Regions from separate parts of the Anser cygnoides genome. Here region 1 is linked to region 2. The links are chromatin contacts, called in public Hi-C maps. All regions are on one chromosome and are shown on one strand. The core of a region is the stretch at or near the end of the contact, and the rest is flanking DNA. Distances in the headings are between cores, read along the strand shown. Region 1 holds the start of FZD1 (frizzled class receptor 1). Region 2 overlaps CDK14 (cyclin dependent kinase 14).

The links. A called contact is a pair of places that touch in the nucleus more often than the background predicts.
Region 1: a Hi-C map of fetal liver shows a contact between it and region 2, with 1.8 times the contacts expected there. The contact joins the promoter of FZD1 here to the enhancer-like site in region 2. A contact is called at or near these places in 2 of 7 Hi-C or Micro-C datasets (fetal liver and granulosa cells).

The regions. Positions count from the first base shown.
Region 1 is chr2:24,657,404-24,661,534 of Taihu_goose_T2T_genome, reverse strand. It overlaps FZD1 (frizzled class receptor 1), which reads right to left and starts at 2,559. Exons shown (of 2, transcript XM_048077531.2): 1 at 494-2,559; 2 at 1-139. The coding sequence starts at 2,426. The coding sequence ends at 663.
Region 2 is chr2:24,536,779-24,540,664 of Taihu_goose_T2T_genome, reverse strand. The region is part of intron 12 of CDK14 (cyclin dependent kinase 14); the gene reads right to left. Among named protein-coding and RNA genes, the nearest start is that of FZD1, 120 kb to the left of the region's middle. Within about 2 kb of position 2,189, at least 2 of the 3 cell types and tissues checked have open chromatin away from gene starts, as enhancers often do. A contact at or near this core is called in fetal liver, where this site is marked.

The sequences.
Region 1 (4,131 bases), core at 1,310-3,809, 120 kb before region 2:
ACCTCCACCTCCACATACCTCTGGCAGGCTGGGAGCAGCACCCAGCCCGTGTCGGGAGGCGCCCTAGGCAGTCACAGCCGCCTCAGTCCAGGCCCTGCTGTTCATGCAACTGAAACTCCAAGCAAAGCCATTACAAAACCTGTGGGGGGGAGAAGAAAGGGGGTTGTTTTGGTTTCTTTTGCCGGTAATTTTTTCCCCATCCTGCCCTATAAAATAAAAATCCAATGCCTTTTTTTTTTCTTCTTTTTAAAAAAAGGGGAGGGCGAGGAAGCAAAATCTGCAAACGGGTTAAAAATGTCCTAAATAATTAAAAAAGTGAGACTTTTTGTAATTTAAATACAAATATACTTACAAAATCTTACAGAGGCTATTTACATCCCTCTCCCCCAACCTTACAGTACGTTCAGTTCCTACAGGAGACAGCGAGAGAGAGGAGAGAGGAGAGAAGGAGAAAAAAAACCCCAAGTCTGTCCCAAGCGCAGGAGTTTCCCACCTGACTTTTTCCTCTGCTCCCCGTCGCCTGCAGGACAACAAGCAGTCTGCAAAGTTTGAAGTTTGCCGGGGCTGGATAAGCGCGAGCGTGCAGCCGGTACCGGGGCACGGCGGGTGCTCTGCGGGCAGAGCCCGGGTCCTCCGCCCGCCCGGCCCCCCGGCCGGGGGTCTCAGACGGTGGTCTCGCCCTGCTTGCTGTTGGTGAGCCTGGTGTAGAACTTCCTCCAGGAGTTCAGCGTTTTCCCCGACCAGATCCAGAAGCCCGAGGTGATGCCCACGATTAAGGTCATGAGATACTTGATCATGAAGACGGTGAAGTCAGGGCTCATGGGTGGGTGATGGCTGCTGTGGTTATTAGGACAGGGGATGGCATAGCTCTTACAGCTCTGCGTGACCCAGCTCCTTTCCCACTGTTCCCTAAAAGCTTGCTCGTAAAAATAGCAGGCAATGACGATGGTGGCCGGCACCGTGTAGAGGACGCTGAAGATGCCTATCCTCACCATGAGCTTCTCCAGCTTTTCCGTCTTGGTGCCATCGTGCTTCATGATGGTCCGGATCCTGAAGAGGGACACAAAGCCAGCCAGCAGGAAGGAGGTGCCGATGAACAGGTAGACGAACAGGGGGGCCAGCACGAAGCCCCGCAGCGCGTCCACGTTGTTGATGCCCACAAAGCAGACGCCGCTGAGCACGTCCCCGTCCACCTGCCCCAGGGCCAGGATGGTGATGGTCTTGATGGCCGGCACGGCCCAGGCGGCCAGGTGGAAGTACTGGGAGTTGGCCTCGATGGCCTCGTGGCCCCACTTCATGCCGGCGGCCAGGAACCAGGTGAGGGAGAGGATGACCCACCAGATGGAGCTGGCCATGCCGAAGAAGTAGAGCATCATGAAGAGGATGGTGCAGCCCTCCCGCTTTGTGCCCTGCGCCACGGTCCGGGAGCCGTCCTCAGCGAAGCGCTCGTTGCAGACCACCCTCTCCTCCAGCAGGAAGCCGGCGATGTAGGCCACGGCCACGGCCGTGTAGCATCCCGAGAGGAAGATGATGGGCCGCTCGGGGTAGCTGAACCGCTTCATGTCCACCAGGTAGGTGAGCACGGTGAAGAGGGTGGAGGCGCAGCAGAGCACCGACCAGATGCCGATCCAGGTGCGGGAGAAGCGCAGCTCCTCGGGCCCGAAGTACATGAGCCCGTAGAGGCGGCCGGGCTCGCAGGGCGCCCCGCAGTCCTTCTCGCCCAGGAAGCGGTAGTTCAGGTAAGAGGGCACCTTCAGCGCCCGCGGGCAGGAGAAGCGCCCACGGGGCTCGCCGGGCCCCGAGCCCCCGGCCCCGCCGCCGGCACCCCCGCGCTGGGGGTTGCTGGTCCAGCTCTCGGGGTGCAAGGCGGGCGTCGGGGTGCCGCGCTCGGAGGCGTTCTGCCCCACGCACAGCTCGCCGGCCCCGTGCACCGGGAACTTCTCGCAGCGCAGCGTGTCGGGCCACTGGAAGCCGAACTTGTTCATGAGGGCCTCGCAGCCCTGGCGGGCGCGCTCGCAAAGGGAGCGGCAGGGCGGCAGGGCCTGCTCCAGCACGGTGCAGACGGGCGCGTACATGGAGCAGAGGAAGAACTTGAGCTCGGCCGAGCACTGCACCTTGACCAGCGGGTAGAACTGGTGCACCTCCAGCCCCGCGTCCTCCTGGTTGGTGTGGCCCAGCAGGTTGGGCATGATGGTCTGGTTGTAGGCGATGTCGGTGCACAGCGGGATGGAGATGGGCTGGCAGTACCCGTGGTCCGGGATGGAGATGCCCCGCTCGCCGTTGTACTGCGGCGCGGGCGGCTGCCCCCCGGCCGGCAGCGCCGCCGCCCACAGCAGCAGCAGCGGCAGCAGCGGCACCGGCAGCAGCCGCCGGCACCGGCCGCCGCCAACTTCCCCGCCGCCCGCCGGCCCGCGCCGCTCGGCCATGCTCAGTCGCTGCCGGGCTCCCTCCGCCGCCGCCGCGCCGCTCCTCCGGGCCCCGAGCTGCGGCTCATGAAGGGAGCGGCGGGCAGGGACGGGGCAGCCCCGGCCGCCACTCGCGCTGCTGCTGCTGCTGCTGCTGCTCTGCCGCTGCCGCCCGCCCCGGCAGGCAGCGCCCGCCGCCCTCCCTCCGTGCCTGCCTCCCTCCCGCCGCCACCGCCTCCTAGCGCCGCCGCCGCCGCCGCCGCCCGACCATTTGTGCCGGCCCCCCGAGCCCGCGCGCCCTCCGACCGGTTTCCAGGCGCCCCGCAGTCTGCCTGCCCCGCCGGGGAGGGGCCTTGAAACCGACGCCGAAGTTTCCTGCGCAAGGGACCGGCTCCAGCGCCGCGCCCGGGGGCGGGCGCAAGGCGGCCGCGGGGCTGCCCCGCGCCGCGCACAAAGGCGGCGGGGCGGGACGGGGCGGGACGGGGCTGAGGGGGGGCCGGGCAGGGCCGCCCCGCGTCGAGCCCCCGCAGGGGGGAGACGAGCTCGGAGGGGTTGCGGGGGACAGGGGGGGTCCCGGGGAGCGCGGGCGGGCGGCACAAAGGGCGGGCGAAGCCCCTCACAAAGCGGCCGCCGCACGCTCCCCTCAGCGCGCCCCCCGCCGCGGAGCCGCAGGGAGGGGAAGGGAAGGGAGGGGGGGGGGCAAGTTGTGGCCGGAGGCTGGGCTGGGGGCACGGCAGGCCGGGCATCGCCCCCCGGGGACGGCCGCCCTGCTCGTCCCGGCCCGGTCGGTGATTCCGAAGGGGCAGGGGGCGGCGGAAGGGTGGGAGGAGGGGAGGGAGCGGGGAACAATAACGGGGGTCGGTGCGGGGCTTACATCGAGGGGATCCGGTGGTTGCAGCGACTTGGGCTGTTTGAGAGCTGAGCCCGCGAGAGCCGCCTCAGAAACATGCAGCTGGTGGTGTGAGACAGCCAAAACCCACCTCCCTCTCTCCAGAGACATCTTAAGGATCTCAGTACTCAGTTATTGTCAGTATTTCATCTACGTGTTCCTCCTAGAGCAACTACAGCACTAGCCTGAAACACAAAATAATCACGAAAATAGGGCGTCCCAGCCCCTCTTCCCCCATCTGCCCAACACGCAGCTATTTGAGCTTAATTTGAGATGAATGCTGTGTGACCTGAAGTACCTCCCGTCAGGTTTTTAAAGTGCTCGCTATGTCCTGAGAAAGGAGGGTTTTGCCAAGTGAATGGGCATACAGTAATTGCCAACAATGGCCATTTCTTTCGGCATGTCTGAGGCGCGTCCGCTGGTGCAGAATGGCCGTTCTGTTGGTTCTCCCAAAGTGCGCAGCCTGGAAAAATGGTGGAGGCTGAGCGGGGGATTTACCGGGCTCTCTGGAATTCAAGAAGAATAATAAACTGTGCTCCTGGAGGTGAGGAAGATCCCAGCACGTTTTCTAAACGCTCAGTAACCAAACCTCTGTGTCGTGGACATGAATGTCCTCGTATTTGTCTGACTGTTAATGCTGCCTTTCAGAGCAGAACCAGGCGCGAAACTTCCCTGGCCAGCTGTCTTGGTTCTCTGCGGCATGCTACGACCCTCTTCCCTTATAGGCTAATGGGCTGCAAAAATCCATTAGGAATAAGACAAGCCTAGTATGTACTTCTAGCTGTCATAGGTGGCAAGGGTTAATAAAAGACATCCGTATTTCTTGGATAGCTGCAG
Region 2 (3,886 bases), core at 940-3,439:
CTAAATTTTGTCAGCAATGTCATTGTCTGGAGAACAAAGATTTTAGCAGAGAGGCCAACGGTACAGAATTGTAGCAACAGACCAGACTTAGAAATATGAGGATATAAAGATGCTTGGTGCCTCTGATCAGAACATATTAGACTTCAAACCAAGAAATGAACACAGACACTATGGCAACACATGAGTAACAGACTACCAAAAACATAATTCTGAGAAATTAATAAAATGTTGGCATGCAGAAATGCATAAGGAAAAAAGGAAAAAAAAAAACACCACAACTGGAAACATCTGAAAAGAGTTGATCAGTAAGTACTCAAAAACGTTAATAGAGAACATACTTTGAAAAAAAATCATACCTGGAAACACCAAATAAACATGTCTATCTGATATACGTCTCAATATCTTTAGGAATTCTTACAGAATTAGTAAGGATAGCAAACAAATGTAAGGGACCTCTTGTTTCTTTCTATGAAATCCACAGAAGAACAGTTTGCTCTCTTTCCACATTTCTGTATACAGACATTGCTGTAGATAAGTTATAAGTGACATTAACTAAATTTGCACTGCATTCTGAAGTATTTTACTAGAGAAAAAAAATCCTTCCTTTCTTGTTTTTCAAATAAGGAAGAGAACCTTGACAAATATTTTGCTGGACATTGACATGCAATACAGTAGCAAAAGATAGACAATAAAAACAAAATACAGACACTATAGAAGCAAAAATAGTTTTAGGGAGAAATGGCTTTGTAAACTCTTAGAGAAAATGGTGATCAAAAGAACAGATTACTAATGAACAAGATATCAGATGAACTGATTATTTTTAAAAATTGGCTTTATCTTCGGTGGAACAAAGTGACAGGACACAGTGTTTGATGCAGTTTCTCTAAAAATCTTGCTCTGTAGACAAACTCAGAAGAGCTGGGATGTGATATACTATCTCATAGACAGAAAACTGGCTGACAGATCATAAGGAAAGGGTAATGATAAGTGGCAATGTACTGAGTTGGAAGGGAAGTGTCCAGCTGTGTGCCAGAGGGATTAGTGTTAGTCACAGTTTTATTTAACATCTTTATTAATGAACTGGACTAAAGGATATGCTGCATACTGAATCAGTTCTTAGACGAAACTAAATGCTGAAGACACCAACAAAGACAAAAAAATTAGTACAACGAGGCTAATAGAAGTGAGATACATGGGCAGAAAATCTACACACAGGATAGAGGATAATAAACAATTACTTCCAGGGAAAAATAACTGAAAATATGGATAGGTTCAGAGATAATAGGCCAGATATAATGCCAAAAAACTCTAGTCCAATGCCAGAAATTGAATTAGTTGTTGCACAACAAAGAATAGCCATATAATTTAGGGCTATATTTTCACAGTTGTCACAGATATAGGTATAGGATGGTAACAATGTGATTATACTAAAGAAACAACCTAGAGTTAGTAGTATACAGAAAAAAAAAGCTTCATATTAGAGAGGACAAAGGCTTTTGTTGTCCAGTTAGGAGGTTTATTATTATTTTTAACTGGGCCAGGAGGATGTAACACAATACATAAAGCTTATCAACATCACAAAAGAGGGGGAATTAAGGCAGAAGCAAAAATAAATTGAATATCAGGATAAGCATTATAATAATGAGGTCTGTTAGGCTGAGGAATAATCTCCATCCAAATGTATAGAAGCTGTAACGTTTGAGTAATTTACAATTAGAATGAAAGAAACATTCAAATATAAAGTGTGAAGATTTTTTCATCTTGGCAAAGGTATAAATAGAGAAACTCTGTCTTTCTCAGTCACTGGTTTCAATCAGTGTAATATAATTCATTACCATAAAGCTGACAAGACATACGGTGCATTTCAGCTATTGCACTAAACACTCCTGAGCCAGGCTGGGAACTTTGACTTCTGCACTTGAGCCCCTTTATGATGCCAGAATCATAACAAATTGTATTGAGTGCAATGCATAGTAACAGACACACAAAAAGACACGTAAGTGTAAACAAGCAACTTCATCCCCCCTGAAATTAATTTAATAAACCCCGCTAGTTAGTGAAATAAACAAACCAAAAAAATTGCGTTAGGAAAATATAACAAAAATTCCCCTCTGCTGAGGGTCTCTAACACTAGAGGAGCGACTGCTGGGTCAGCTCAAGCGCTCCTCCTAGCGCAGAGAGCTCCGCAGTGCTAAGGCTGGAGCCCACCCCACAGCATCCCGCTGCCGGCCTTCGCTGCCAGGCTCTGCCTGGTCCCAGCCTGTGGCTACTGCACAGAAAGGGTCAATCGGCATGCTATCACATCCCGGAGAATGTATTTATTTATTTAACAAAATAGCGTAATAAATTTACTACCTGTGAAATGACTTTTTGTTTGCATCCCATATTAACATAGGTTTTGCCACGATATGCTTCCTAAAGTCCCTCGGAGAAAAGATAATGACTGATAAAGGGGGTATTTATGTGAAACATGAAACATAATAGGAAATGAAAAAAAAAGCACAGCAATATCACACCAAGCAAATCATCAGGAGACAGAGGCAGGTTTATATGCCTCTAAATCACAAATACTTCTATAAAATCTTCTCTTTTTGTGCCTGGTTTCCATCCTCACCCCTCCCCTCAGCTTGGTTCCTGATCACTCCTTAAATGCAAACAAGGAGACAGCTCCGGCACAACTGCAGGACATGCTCCAACTGCAAACACGTGTACATATATAAACCAGCCTGGACCAGAATGCACCCCAACTTTTGCACAGGCACAGTTTTAAACCATTACTGTTTGGTTTTGTCTATCAGAAAGGTTTTACTAACAACACTAGACAGTTTTTTTGCTCCTGCTGTGCTTGAGATCTTGAATATTTTTCTGGCAGCACTACAGACTCCACTGCAATGAACAATGCTGCTTACAGGGCATGGGGTGAACAAGATAAAAATGACAATGAGAAGAGAGTTTTGTCTTTACTCAGAACCTCACTAAGGCAAAGATTGTCTCAAAAAAGCAAAGCAAACTAGCAAAAAAATGCTCCCAAGTCTCAGCTCTTAACAATTCCGAAGTCTACGTCAGGTTTGAAATGAAACACAGATTCAAAGCAAATGCACTCATTTCTTTTCACTCACTGCTTTCTTCAGGAAGTTTTCACAGAATAACAGTCCCAAAATAGGCAAGCCCATCCTGGAATGCAACTTTCAAACAGTGTATCCTCTAGAAGAGAGGTCTCAAGTACAGAGGCCATTTTGTTGGAGGAAGAAAACCTCAGTAGTGGGACTAGCTGGGAGAATAAAGTCTTATTTATATAATAAATACAGCCGTTTTGGGGAATTACGAAGTAGCAGTCCTATTTATGCAGAGCAGAATTTGTTTTCAATTGCACCTTTTCTTTCCAACCTAATTTCTCACAATGAAACCCATTATGACAGAAGGATCTGAAAAAGCTTTTTATGTCCTACCAAATATACACAAGGATAATTAGTTCTCTTTTGTCATTCTTCTGTAAGGGTTTTTTATTTATTGTGGAGAAGCTTTTGCAAATTGAAAGAGGTTGCATTGCATTCTGAAGGCAGAGCTGTTCCTGGTTTTTATTGTTTAGATGTAATTCAACAGAAAAGTTTTTTTTTTTTTTTTTTAAAAAAAAAAGGTGAAAACATAATTCACTGTGAGCTCTATAGGAAGATCACATTACCACATCTTAATTATTTTTGGGCCAGTATTTTGTAAACACATTCCACAATGTTAGGTCATGCAATGTACATGAAGCTTCATATTAGAGAGAAGCAAACGTCAATGCAAGTTTTGTTTCCAACAAAATGTTGGAATGCTTCCAACGTCATAAGAATTTTCTGAAAAACTTATAAATCACATCTTACCTAGTAAATACTATCCTAAT